Linked DNA regions of Drosophila melanogaster: all the other regions are linked to region 2. The links are chromatin contacts, called in public Hi-C maps. All regions are on one chromosome and are shown on one strand. The core of a region is the stretch at or near the end of the contact, and the rest is flanking DNA. Distances in the headings are between cores, read along the strand shown. Region 1 holds the start of Idh (Isocitrate dehydrogenase). Region 2 holds the start of CG42445. Region 3 holds the start of nmo (nemo).

Region 1 (4,442 bases), core at 1,823-4,322, 200 kb before region 2:
TTGAATGATTTCGCATACGATTGCAGAAAGTATTGTGGGATTGTGACGGTTCCGCCAAAAAACATTCACTTAATAGTTAAGCAACTCAGAAATGTGTTTTATTTGCATTCCGAATCATTTTGTAGATCATATATTTCCTCAGGTTTTACATAGATACAAAGTTTTTAATGTAATGACCGAATTGCAGGGTATAAAGATATTCATAATTTGCACTCATATGCACGTGCTACATTCATTTTCAAAAGCCATTCACAATATCTGCAAGTTATTGGCAAAGTTTCCTAGTTGACAACGTCAACGCCTTTCACCTGATCGACTGATGAACAATGCTTTGCCGTCTGAATCAGACGGGTAGTCAAATTAAAAACCAATCAAATCGATGGGAAGTAAATAATGCCGCATAAGACGAAGACGAACCCAAGTCCAGTGCCTTAGTAGCCCACATCGTCAATGGTGGGCTAAGATCTGGCTATTTTTGTACCGTCTTAGCATAAATTTGCATAAGCAGTAAAGTCCGATACATAACTGTAAATATAATGAAACGAGCGCTTGATAAATAACATGAAAAAGCCTTCTAGAAGATCGAAGAAGCGACCACGCCAAGAAAGTGATATGGAGCAGTCGAAGATTTCCTTTCCATGCATTCTACTCGTAAAAGACATTTGCATCTGGGCTGGGCGAGAAATGAAATATGTGCCATACCAGATCGGCAATGCGATTAAGATATCAACTTTGGTTCGAGCCTCCCCTCACCTACCAAAAAAAAAAAAAAAAAAGCAGCTCCACAAAGATTGGAGATGAGTTGAAAGCGCTTTGAATATTTGGAGTGCTGAGTGATGAGACCTGGAGAAATTGAGACGAAACTTCAAAGTGGGATGACACCTGGTCCCTGTTCGGGCGCCATTCTGATACTGCTATTCCTGTGCGAATGTATCATTATAGTCATATTTATATAAAATTTAAAGAAATCTTTATAATATACTTATGACCTTTTCTAACTTTATATTTATGGCAATAAGCATCTAAATAAGCTAATTTCTTTGAATTCAGTCATACAGCTTAGAAGACTTGATGAGTTGGTCTGCCGTTCAGCACGCTCCCATCGCTAGCTCCATTGAAATGGAAACTGGCCAGGCTTACTAGCTTACTAGCTAACTGGCTAACTGGCTAACTGACCAACTGACTGACTGACAGCCGCACATCGCGTCTTTAGAAATGGCGCACAAAAGACAAGCTGCTGCTGCTGCTGCTGTTCAGCATAGGAGTTGGTTCGTTTTGGTCTGTTTTTTTTTTTGTTTTTTGTTTCGTATGTTGTTTTTGTTTTCTTCTTCTGTTTGACGAAATTGACTTTCTCCATTCAATATAATTAATAGTAATATTCCGATGCCTTGGCTACACACACGTCTTCAGAATGGTAACAACCAAAGACACACGGCCGCTTGGAATGTGGACAGGAAGTAATTTGTTATTGCAGGCGTGCATTAGAGATCGAAAGGCGTTCGAATATCCATCACATCACAGCAAGATCCGCTGCACGTGCACGGCATCTCAGTGGGTGAATTCCTCGTGGGGGCCAAAGGGAATTCGCACCGCACCACGGGGCGTATGGGTAACAAGTGAAAAGTGTGGAATGCTAGCCGTTCACCCGGGCGCATGAGTGATGTGCGCCGGTATTTACGAGCATTTTTCTATACGTATTTAAAGATCTGCCACATATTGTTATTTATGCAAATTGTCTTCATTCGAGGGCGCTGGCTACTGCTCACTTTCAAAACGACAGACAGAAAACATATTTAGCTAATATTTAGGATGGCTTCTTCTGCTGTTTCTACTGCTGCTTTTACTTTTCTCCTTAGCATTCCGCTGGCTGAAACTAAAAGTAGTTTACCAGACGCTTCTGTCTTGGGTTTAATTTTTTTTTGTCATCTGTTTACATAACGAGGAACCACAAAAAAAAAGTAATAGTTTAACAATGCCAACTAACAAATAAGGCAGTGCGGGCACGCACTCCACGAAACTATCTGCCATCCGATGTGTGAATGATGTGCCTGGGCAAGAGCAAGTGGCCAAGTGGCAACCAGTGGCCATTTCACGTTCATTGACATGGCTAATGGCGGGTACTGATGGTTCCATCCAGCAAGGTGAAGTGAAGTGGTGCAGGGCAGAAAACCAAAGCACGTTTACATTGAGGTTTCGCCGGCACGCGTTTATTTTACCTGAGAGGATGGGCCAAAACCGAATATGTTATTTAATGCATTGGCATGCACAAATTAAGACACGTTATAATTGGGGGTTATATAAGCGAGCATAAACGGCGCTTATCTAATGCCACACGGCAAAAGCAAAGAAAGCGTCGCAATTAGACGAGTTTTCTAGCCAGTTTTTGTCAAATAATAGGCCCAAGATCGAGTGATTTTCATGCATGTTCGGTTGGCTGTCGCCGCATTTGATGTTTTCCATGATGTTTGAAAATGCTTATCGGGTGCGGTCCCTAATGAGATGGGTAACTATTTATCTAGGGGGGAAAATAAAATATGTAATTTTGCGCGATAAGAATAACAACGGAACATGTTAATGAGCATTTTCTTGTTTCGTCATTCAATAACTAATTCAATGATTTTATTATCATTACTGAATATCCCACATTCCTTTCAACTGTCCAAACTATGCGAAAGAACGTAGCATTCGCGTCTTAATGGCAGCACACTTTCGCATATTAAAGGCGGTCACAACAAAAGATGGCAATTTTAAATTTTTTTTGCATATTTAAGACCAGTTAAACGGCGCCGGCTAACATTTCACTTTTGGAGCACATTTTATGGATTTTCTTTTAGCGTCATTAAAGCAAACGAACGCACGCTGCTCTCACAAGTTGCGGTAATTGAGAATTCAAATTTTATGTTTGGCGGTTCAGCAAGACGAACTAATACTGAGTGCTGCAGAACTCGAGAGTAAAGCTTAAAGTTCGTGAGAAAGCTCTTCGCAAGCAGCTGATTGAATAACATGTTTTTATCTACGGAATTATCTTCCACACGCGCCACCTCTTGCTCTTTATTGTTGTCGTCGCCAAATCAGTTTCAGTTATTCGCTGCGTCTGATTGGGAGTGGTTCGAGATCTTTCGGTCTGCAATTTAATTAGTCTGTGCTCTAACATTCTAAATTCGGCATTTTAAATATTCTAAAAGGTAAGTGGAGCATTTGTTTAGCCTTATATAAACCGGTTCACACTCCACGCCAAACACCCACACTTCCGATCGCATTCCGCCCAGCTATTTACTGCACTCAAAGGCTGACTTGCAATTTATCTGAGCAAATAAAAAATGGTGGATTTCCAGATCGGTTGCAATACGTAAATTTGCCGCAATTCAAGCCTCCTTAATGCAAATAAGTTGCGCATTTTAACTTTATGCATAACCTCTGGCCCAACCTATTTGGGCCCGAACTTTCCCCACCGGTCTGTTTTCATATGCATTTTATTTGTCTGCCGCTGTTTTGTTTTTTTCTTTGCACCGGTTTGCCTCCTCGAAAAAGAGAGATACGGATAAAAAAAGTGTGAAGAGACGACAGTGTGAAAGAGGGGGATATATGTGGAGAGAGAGAGACACGTAACCCATTCGACAGGCCTTTTCACATCCACCTGATTCTCCAGGTGCTGTCCAAAGTTTAATCTTGAATTCGTGTCGACAGTTTTAATTAAACCTATACAATTACTATGCATATCTACAAATAGATGGTTCGAGAAAACCTCCAGATAGCTCGTATCTCATTGGGACTTTTGCATGCACAATTTGGAAATGTTTTTAACTTTCTAAGTTTGTCCTATGTTTTGAGTGCTTAAACAACTTAAACAGTCGACGTTTATTTTTTTCATTTATCAAACTAGAAGTCAGATCTGAATACAATTAATTACTATAATTAGATTATCGTAAACTTATATTTGATAAGGATAGATGGACTCTTTTATTAACTTGTCAGTCGAAAAATTAAAACCATAATTTTATTAGGTTTTCTTTTTTATTTCTAGCGAATTTTGTATTAACAGTTTCATAAAGTTCAAGGGTCAAAAGTCATCATGCAATCTTTTTATTTCAACAATAAATATTTCTGGGACTAGAAAAACACCAGATGAGAAAATATCAGATTAGATCTAGATAATTTATTCGCCCCGTCATTACCAGCTTATTTACCAATCGCAAGTCTTATCAATATCGTACTATGTTCGAATTCTCCCAGTTGGACTAGAAAAAAAAACGCTTGTGAAATTCGTTTGGTGAAAGCATAAATATTGTTATTATATATAATTGTGGGCGTGGCCTCAGCTTATGGCGTGTTCGGCGATCGCGCCACCTCAATATGTTAATTAGGTACACATGTACCTATAAAGACTTAGAGATATTTATATTAAAGTCAGACAATGGATCTATTAAATATGAGAAGAAAAA
Region 2 (4,682 bases), core at 570-3,069:
AACAGCAACAACAACAGCTCGCGAGGCAAACAGCGATATAATACGAATAAGTTCGAAAATGATGCGGAGCTCAAGGATTACAAGAGCAAGATCAAGAACAAATACAATATCGATTATGATCATTCTTTAGATGAAGAATATGAAATAATCGAGGCCATCGAATGAGTGAAAATAGCTTTATACTCGTTGTTCTTGATGTTGTTGTCACAAAAAATGCGACCCCAAATTGGCGCCCTAGCACCCAAAAGTTTTGAATGTTACCCAAAATGTACCCGTTGTAAATATGTTAAAGTATGAACACATTCCCTTCATTGTTAAATATACACATACCCCCTTCCATTTAAATTTGTAAAGAAAAGTATTGCTTGTGATTTGCACGAAAGCAAAAATAAATCTTAAAAAGTAACGGATTTTTTGTTCACTGGTTTTGAATCAAGTTTGATGGCTTAGTGTAAAGCAGTTCAGATGAAGTGAAAAGCGGTTAGCTTTTGAAAGCGAGCGTTCAAGATTTTGAATTCGAAAAAAATCGTTGAAAACAAATACAGTTATTACTTCAATAAAACCAACCATAAAACAGTACAAGGGTAATGTAATAATTAATTTCACTTTTTTCCGAAAATAAAGCAGTTCTCTTACAAACTAAAACATTTTAAATCCACTTTTGGATGCCTTCCGGTTAAGCAATGAAATACATTAAAATCTAAAAAATTATTTACATAGAAAAAAATAAATTATACAATTTAAATATATTTTGTTACAGCATTGTAGGGAATTTAAATATTTTCGAATTTAATTTCAACGCGTATCTTCATCTTCATGCTTCATTCATAGGCTGATCTGCATAACAACTTTTTCGGACACTTGCACTAAGCTTTTGGTCATCTGGGTTCAGATTTTAAAGCTTTCGATCCCGATTACAAAGGCAATTTTCAAAGTAACCTCTCAGTTCTGATCGGCATCGGTTGTTTGTTTACTTTCTGCGGTATGTACATATTTTAAACACACTCAGAGCTATATTTAATTTAAAATTTATGTTTCATTTTTTTCAGAGGACTGCATAGTATAGGAATTACCAACATGATATTTTATATGCTGGCTATAGATATGATTCTATATTTTACGCTCTTGTCCGAGTTTCCTATATGGGCTTTCTTGCTTTTTAAGTTGGTGTTTATCAATCGACCGCTGGAGAGGATTGGTGTTATTTTGTTGAATACCGTAGCCAATTGGTATATATTTCCATACTTGAAGGAATGGATTGACCAATCGGAAGCGAAATTGAACTCGGAATAACGTTCATGTTATAAAACTATATATACTACTTAATAAAGAAGATATTAAAGAAGATTGATCCCCACAATGTTTATCAATGAGAAATTTTCATTTCTTCAGAGTAAAAAATGTAAAACACAAATAAACAGCATTAAAAACTGCTGACTAAGATCAAGAGGAACTGCTATGGGAGGCAAAAATACTGCATTAAAGAGCTTTAAGGCACAAAAGAGCTGTTCGCTACAACATTTTTTCCCATAGAGCTTTTAACTGCTTTAACTTAGTTCGTTAAAGTAAAAACAGTAGCAGTCGACAAAGAAACTTGAAAAAATGGTCAACCATTTTATATTAATATATATTTTAAAACGTATGGAAAAACCTTCACGAAATTCAATTTGTACATGTTATGTGTAAATTTATTTATTCAAATGTAGCATCCAAGCTTCAAATGAAAGCTTTCTGCGATCTCACTTGTGAACTCATAGTTGTCTCACTCGCACACGAAATCTTCTTAAAGCTCATCTTGACAGCAATCAGCTGGCAAACATATGTTATAGCGCTTTCGATCCGACTAAAAAGAAGAAGCTTAAAAATTGTTAAAATATATTTCTATGTGCTACGTCCGTTTGTGTTTTATATTGTTTACTGACCTGATAAGACGATAATACGCCGCAATGGATGAATAATGCGGTGAGTTTGGCGTCACCACAAATGATCTTTTGATAAAGGCCTTGTCTGCCATCCAACTACAATGCGAGTACAAACAGCAGCAAATTGGGGAAGTGTACACAAAACGCGGCCTAAACGGATGGTGAATGTTCACTGTGTCGTTCAAATGGGAAAAGGAAGCAGACAATGGTTAGTCGACATAACTAGTTAGCTAATCGCCCTTCACCGGATTAACATTCCCATTAAGGGCTTTATAGGAAATGTGGGTGTTGGGATCTTAACAGGTCATCTAAGATTAGTGAGTAGGCTTTATGGGGTAAGAAATTAAATATAGCAGTGAACATTTCATATTCGAAATGGTTTTTTGGGTGTATATCCATAAGTATATCCATAAATGGTAATAATGGTAAGATTAGGGATTGAACTTTCCATTACTGCTTACTTAGATAATTTTTCCTGCTCGAATAATGTTAAAATTTTTTAAAAACCTAAAGGTGTTGAAGACTTAACTAATGCCAAGCGTTTTGTAACACCTTCTGCAATCTGGATTATGCAGCCGAATTTAAATAAGTGTAAAAAGTGAGTTCAAAACGAAAAAGTAGTTCAAGTTTTCGAGTTTGTGTGCCACAACGGGGTATTGAGACTTCATTTCCGCGTACAGAGAGGCGAAATTATATCGCGGTAATTATATATGATCTATATATGTATGTATATACATATGTATGTACACATAGTACACCTACGCAATGCCAGTTGTTCGTGCATAAGAAATAGGCCGCTTTCAACTGATGCGGAAATAACGCGTCTGCAGGCAAATGAAAACCAATTTAAAAAGCCCAAATCCAAATCAAAGCCCAATCCAAGACGAAACGAAACTGAAAAGCCAAATTAAAAGTCTATTTCAATTTCAGTCATTAACCGAAAGAGGGACAAAGTGTGACACCAATTTTCGTGCGCCCCTCGCTTTGCTGGGAATTATAAATCACAAAATGTTACTTTTCTTGACCATTCACCCACATTTGTTTTTCCCCACATTTCGGTTCACGTTTTTTAATGGGCTAGACAAAAAAAAAAAAACACGACGATGAAAAAAGGCAACGATGAACTGGTAACTGGAGTCAAGTTAACACCATTTGCATTATGCAAGTGGCTTAAACAATATTTGGCTTTTCTTGTTGTTTCTTTGTTACGGTTTGCTGGAAGTGTCCACTAATTAATATGCAACTAAATAATTTACAATGTGACGCGAATTTCATGCAAAATATACGAAGGCGGAGCAAAACAAGAAATTATTTAATTAACTTGACTTCACGGTGTTGAAATTGTCTTCAATAAATTGCGCAAATTAAATTCATTTACCAGAGGGGATGCTGTATTTAAGTCAGTAAAGTTTAATGCTCTTTAAAAAAAAAAATCGATTGTATTAAAACACGGAAAATCATTAAAGTGGCATATACAAAAAATTTTTTTTTAGTTAGATTGCAGCTGTAAAGATTTTAAAAACGATCATTATTCATAGATGGTACCACACTTTATTGGTAAATTGTAATGAGGCACTTCTAAAAATTACAAAAATTTACGATGCACTGATTTATGTATGTTACTTTTAAAGGGCATTCTCGAGTGACCAGTGTCCGAAAAATAAAGGCAGCGTACACAATTCGCAAATGTCAGAAGGTCTTTCAAGGTGTCTGGGTCTGATCTCGAAAAACCGGTAGATCCACCGCTTCAGATCCAACTCATCGTCTCCGTCGGATGTGGAGATGTGTGCGGCTTCTGCGAAATCTTCTTGCCCAATTTGGAGACGAATCTTCTCGAGACTCCGCTTATGCTGATGCGACAGTTCAACTTGGGCATGTACCAATCGGCTGGACAGATCGAAATCCTTCCCAGAAACGAAGGCTATCCACTCTGTATGCCATATTTGCAACTGGTTTTAATTTTTTGCCCAATGCAGTTTGCGTTTTTTTCCTGTCTTATAAATATGTTGCGTCTTTTTCGCATGCGTTTTGAAATTAATGCAAAACATTTCGTGGCGGCTCGTTTTCCCAGTGCTCCAGCAGCGAGACATCTTTGGAACGGGTCTCCAAGTTGAAGTTGATTTGTGTGCTTAGTATAATTGCTGCGATTATCGAGTTGCCGAAGAGGAGACTCCAACTGCTCCTCTGGCTCCTCCGCCTCCTCCGATTCCCTCGCCCCCACTGGGTTTTTGAACATCTCGTCTTGACTAAGGTTAAGTCGGTTTGCGTTAAGCGATTGTCAAGTGTATTCAAATCCAAAAGATGCAATCTCCGGCCAGTTTTGACTTGGCTCTGTCTCGAAATTGTCGATCTGCCCGCTGAGAAATGGCAGCTGGCAGGGGTGTAGTCATCCAAAAAGGGGGTCACTTTACTATAATAATGATCATTTGAGTGCCAATTGGCAGATGAAGTGGTGGCCATTTATAGCATTTAGGTTTATAAGTTTCAAAACATGGTCAATTAGGGTTTAAGTGGCTGCCATTTTTGACCGATCTTTGAACTGTCTAAAATTAATCTCTCAATGATATAAAGTATGATAATTCGTTCATTACCAGGGCCAAAAAGCAGGTGAAGTGAATTGAACTTGATTATTTTCAAAAATTGATTGATTTCTTTTTATGAGGCCAACGCTTTACCAAACAAGTTTAATATGCTTATTTTAGGACGGACATATCGAATTGATTTTTAATGACTACAATATGGAGATTACCAGTTCAATCA
Region 3 (4,416 bases), core at 15-2,514, 180 kb after region 2:
TTTTCACAGTACGCAAGAAAACTATTGAGAATTGATTTCCTATTCGACCACTAGTTACTAGTTACCACTAGGCTCAATATTTTGTATATTCTGTAAAAGCTAGATTTAATTTAATCCGGTTTTGGTATTATTCACTGTACTTTAATTGTCGTTACTTTTGTTTGCTTTTCGAATTTTTGGTGGCAAATGATGCTGCACAGGAATCAAAAAGAAAGAAGAGAGGAGAACAGTGAGAGAGAGCGCGCGAGAGGACATGAAAAGTGCCGTTAGCTGTCGCGACCGGGGCGCGTCCGTGTATTACAATTGTAAGTGTGTGCGCATGTGAGTGCGATTCTGAGTGATTTTCGGACTGCGCTGCCTGCGCAAAAAGCCGCTCAAAAGACACAAAAATCACTTAAAATCCGACTTTTCATGCAAATTTACAAATGTTGAAAACCAAACAATGGCGAGCACCCCCAAGTCGCCAGAAAATGAACGCAATCAAAAAACGCTCGCATGAAAATCGAAAAGTAACGGGACAAAAGAAATTCGCCCGGGGATATGTAATATTTCCCAGGGTTTCGCTTAGCTTTCCGGACTAATTAAACCTAACCTATGCAAACAAGACATTCCATTTCACTTTAAATTACCTTAAAAAATGCACAAATTATTGAGCAGCGGCGGTGGCAGTTTTTCGTTTATAATTTCTTTTCTATTTTTCTTTTTTTTTTGTGTTTAACTCTTCCGCCTTTGTGGGAGCGAGATGGAAGTAAAACGCGCCGGGGGTAATATTCGTGCGTGTGTGTGTGAGAGAGAGTGAACTAGCGGGCGAGACGGAAACAATTTTGTAATTTTGTTTAATTATTATTGTAAATAACGCGAGATGAATTTTTTGTTGTTTGGCGTGTTACTACTACTAACGCGACGGCTGCTCACACACACGCGCATACACAATCGCACGCACGTTTAAACTATGTACATGTATATGCAGAGCCAGACAAACAAACAAAATTTTGCCTGGGTCACGTTTCTTGGCTCTCTCACAGCTTTTTTTCTACGGTTGCCCTTTATTGCATTATCTTTGTTATCACACGGGCCGCGGGGCGTGGCTAAAAGGGGGGCGGGCGGATGTTGGTCGTCGGTTGGCGTTTGATTACCTCGCAGCTTCCCAACGAATGAGCCTAACTTGGATTTTCGATCACACGCGGCGACGTTTGTTTCAACGATAATTCCGAATTCGTGCGCTCGACGTTCCGCTCCGTTCGAAAGTTGAGAGAGACTTGAAACATATGTTCGGCGTTGCTAGAGGTGGTCGGCCACCGATAGAAACATCGATAGGTCCGATGTTTTCCACTCGTATATTAATTCAAGGTTTGGCTATCGATGTTTTTAGAGTGCCCGCACTATATCTATTTCCATCTCTATTTCGTTGGTATTTTTTGTATTTTATGACATTTCAAATGCAAAAGCAGGATGGCAACGCCAGATTGCCCCGAATGTACGTTATTTTTAAATTGCAGCGTTGAATATGAAAAATTGCAGGTACATACAGTTTCTAATAATTAATAGCAATAATTATTATTTAGCTTGTATTATACGAAGTGCACATGCAGCTATGCATCTGAAAAAATAATATTAATATATCGCCTTTTCTTCCATCGATAGAGTTCCGCGCCTATCGATATATTGTTGATCACCAAATAAATAAAACTAAATAACAACGCAATGGAACACGCGACAAGTGAATTGAGGGAATTTATCTCAGATCTGGTGATTCCGCACCAGCGTTGCAATGTTAACATCAATCCGGATCACATCACAATGCTGGAGGGCACCAAGATCAAGAAGCAGCACTCCCGAAAACGTCGCGCCCACAAATCCAGTACGCTGAGTCGCCGGGAATATGCGGCACTTGGTTTGAACACTCTTCCCACCAAGCAGATGAAGTACGAGGAGGCACTGCCACTGCACCACCTGTGGAAGGGCTATGTACGCGAGCATCTGGAGCTGAGGGAAGGTGACGAGGTGCCCCAGGTGCACGATGCTCGCTACGACGAGTTCAGCCGCAAGTTGGTGAAACTGGACTTGCACGGTGCCAAGATGAAGGTGCTGCAGTCCAAGTGCTCCACCCTGGAAAATTTGGCTGGCATCTGCGTCATGGACACCAAGAACGTGCTGAAACTGCTCGGCAAGGACCATCGGCTGCGCACAATACCCAAGAGCGAGTGCGTCTTTGGTATGAAAGTGGGCAACATGGAGTTCACCATATTCGGGCAGCACCTCAACATTCGACCCGCCGAGCGAAGCGTTAAGAAGATCAAGAACTTTGTGAAGCCCTTCATGTAGGAACTACAGGACCAATCATTAGCCATAGAAATTGAATCCTATTGTAATTTAAGGAAAAAAGTTTATTGGAAAGTTAGCATCGCTTTTCAATAGAAATTTAATAATTGCCCTCAAAGATCCTCTAAAACTTTACTTGTATTTGAGATTGTTGTGTTTAATATATATATAAAACCGTACATTAATTGTTTTTCTTGTTTTTTTTTTTTTTTTTTGGGGGGGGGGGGGTATATTTCGCGCCGCGTTTTTTTCGTATTTAGGTTCTAGTTTATGGGAGAGATTACCCGGATTCAAATATATCCAGTTTGTAGGAAAGATTTATGCGGGCGTCTTGGTCATGGTGATGACAGCGGATGGAACCAAGCCGAGCACTTCCAGCGGCTTCTCGTAGTCGTCCTCGGCGAACAGCTTGCGCGGAAAGGTGGTCATCAGAGAGAAGGGCGACTCGATGCCGGTCTTCATCTGGATGAACACACGTACGGCGGACAGCTGCTCCTTGACGTTGAAGGTTTCCTGTAGTGTTGAGCCATCCTGCAGGCGCACCTGGATGCGGGTTTCGGTGTAGTCTCGCGGCGGAGATTTCACACCGGCCGGTGGTGACGAAACTGTGGTGGAGCTCACGGATGGAGCTGGCTCTGCGTTGCCCAATTCCTTTTGTTCTCTGCATACCATGAATTATAATGAATTATGAAGTGGAAGGATAGGGCTAATCCTTACCTAGCCTTGCGTGCTGCCTTGTCCGCCTCAATTTGAGCCTTTACCCGATCGCGGGCCGCCTTCTCCTCGTCCTTTTCGCGCTTGCGCTGCTCAACGATCTTCTTCATCTCCAACTCCTCCATGCGCCGCTTGGCCTCGGTCATGTCCTTGCCGGACTTGATGCGATTCTTTTCCCGCTGCAGGGCTTCGATTTTCTCGCGCTCCTCGCGTTCGATGCGTTTCTGCTTGAGCTTCTCCTCGATGAGGGCCAGCTGGGCCTTCTTCTCCTCCTCGGTGAGCGCCTTCTTTTCCTCCTCCGATTCGGAGAATTTGGTGTGACCGGTTTTGGCGGCATGGTACTCCACTTCGGTGTGATCTCTAAGAACTTTGCCGCATTCGTCGCACTTCAGGGACTTGGCTACCGGAGCAGAGGTTTCACCTGCGCCACTGGTGCTACTGGAAGCTGCTGCGGCCGAGGAATCCACAGCCGCAGCTGGTTGAGCTGTGGAACCAGGGGATTCGCCGGCACCTTGACGGGATGGTATTGGATCATCCACGTGGGCCAGCAGCCACTCCATTGCCGGTTCTACGCCCTTGTTACTGGTCACCTCCAGTGCATATTCACTGTGAAATATATTTCAGGATTAAAGCAAATTCGATTGTTGCAGTGTAACTTATTTTGCCGGTGACCAGTTGGCCATTGTATTCGATACTTACACACGTTCCCGAGGGAATCCCATATCCATCAATGTCTGCACTTCACTCATAGCGTTGGCTGATTGCGTCCCAAAAATTAATAGTTCAGTTTCGTATATTTATGAAAACGAAAAATTAACAATGACACACAAAAACAAAGCCAGGCGAGATGGATAACTATCGATAGCTCGACCCGTGGTATATATCGGTGTAATGCAATAGTTGCAGCTATGGCAAACAAAAATGATAAATAAATAGTTTTAAATATAATATAAATTTTAAATATATAGTAAATAAATTAAGACAAGGAGCGGACAACCAAATACATTCCATAATTCTTTTAATTTTTTTTATAGATATTACACATACTTTTAAATAAGCATTCCATATAGCTGAAATCTACCCATCATTTTCGAGTAGTGTAGTGCCACCACCACCATAGATAGTTCGAGGTTGCCTGCGACGTTTACCAACTCTGCAAATTTGGCGTCTACGGAGATAGGTTTTTTCGACTTTGAAAGAGAAATTTCAACAATTTTATAATCAAAACCATGTCACCGAAGACTAAAAAAATGATCGTCAAGATTCCGCGCCATCCCTACTTCAATGTGCAGGGCGAACGGAGCGTGGAGCGCGAGGTGGAGTACCAGGTCCGAAAGTGTCGCGTGAATCTGGAGCGCATCAAGTCGTCGACTTCTCCGA

The links. Hi-C and Micro-C count contacts between places; a contact is called where the count stands out from the background.
Region 1: a contact with region 2 is called in a Hi-C map of the Kc167 cell line, with 4 times the contacts expected there. A contact is called at or near these places in 18 of 107 Hi-C or Micro-C datasets (the Clone 8 cell line, the Kc167 cell line, the S2 cell line and 6 more) and 1 of 7 datasets of targeted methods (the Kc167 cell line).
Region 3: a contact with region 2 is called in a Hi-C map of the Kc167 cell line, with 2.9 times the contacts expected there. A contact is called at or near these places in 4 of 107 Hi-C or Micro-C datasets (the Kc167 cell line, the S2 cell line, eye imaginal disc and 1 more).

The regions. Positions count from the first base shown.
Region 1 is chr3L:8,359,536-8,363,977 of dm6, reverse strand. Idh (Isocitrate dehydrogenase) reads left to right here and starts at 3,072. Exons shown (of 2, transcript NM_168269.2): 1 at 3,072-3,185.
Region 2 is chr3L:8,156,037-8,160,718 of dm6, reverse strand. CG42445 reads left to right here and starts at 1,819. Exons shown (of 2, transcript NM_001169907.3): 1 at 1,819-1,962. CG43886 reads left to right here and starts at 945. Exons shown (of 2, transcript NM_001274633.1): 1 at 945-982; 2 at 1,050-1,358. The coding sequence starts at 1,078. The coding sequence ends at 1,293. It overlaps CG13675, which reads left to right. Exons shown (of 4, transcript NM_001274634.1): 4 at 1-404. The coding sequence ends at 165.
Region 3 is chr3L:7,975,894-7,980,309 of dm6, reverse strand. nmo (nemo) reads right to left here and starts at 1,264. Exons shown (of 9, transcript NM_001274626.1): 1 at 1,137-1,264; 2 at 630-800. It overlaps CG8209, which reads right to left and starts at 3,904. Exons shown (of 3, transcript NM_139910.4): 1 at 3,736-3,904; 2 at 3,040-3,642; 3 at 2,461-2,983. The coding sequence starts at 3,785. The coding sequence ends at 2,641. Pop4 (POP4 ribonuclease P/MRP subunit) reads left to right here and starts at 1,660. Exons shown (of 1, transcript NM_139911.3): 1 at 1,660-2,505. The coding sequence starts at 1,705. The coding sequence ends at 2,325. HP4 (Heterochromatin protein 4) reads left to right here and starts at 4,156. Exons shown (of 1, transcript NM_168247.3): 1 at 4,156-4,416. The coding sequence starts at 4,266.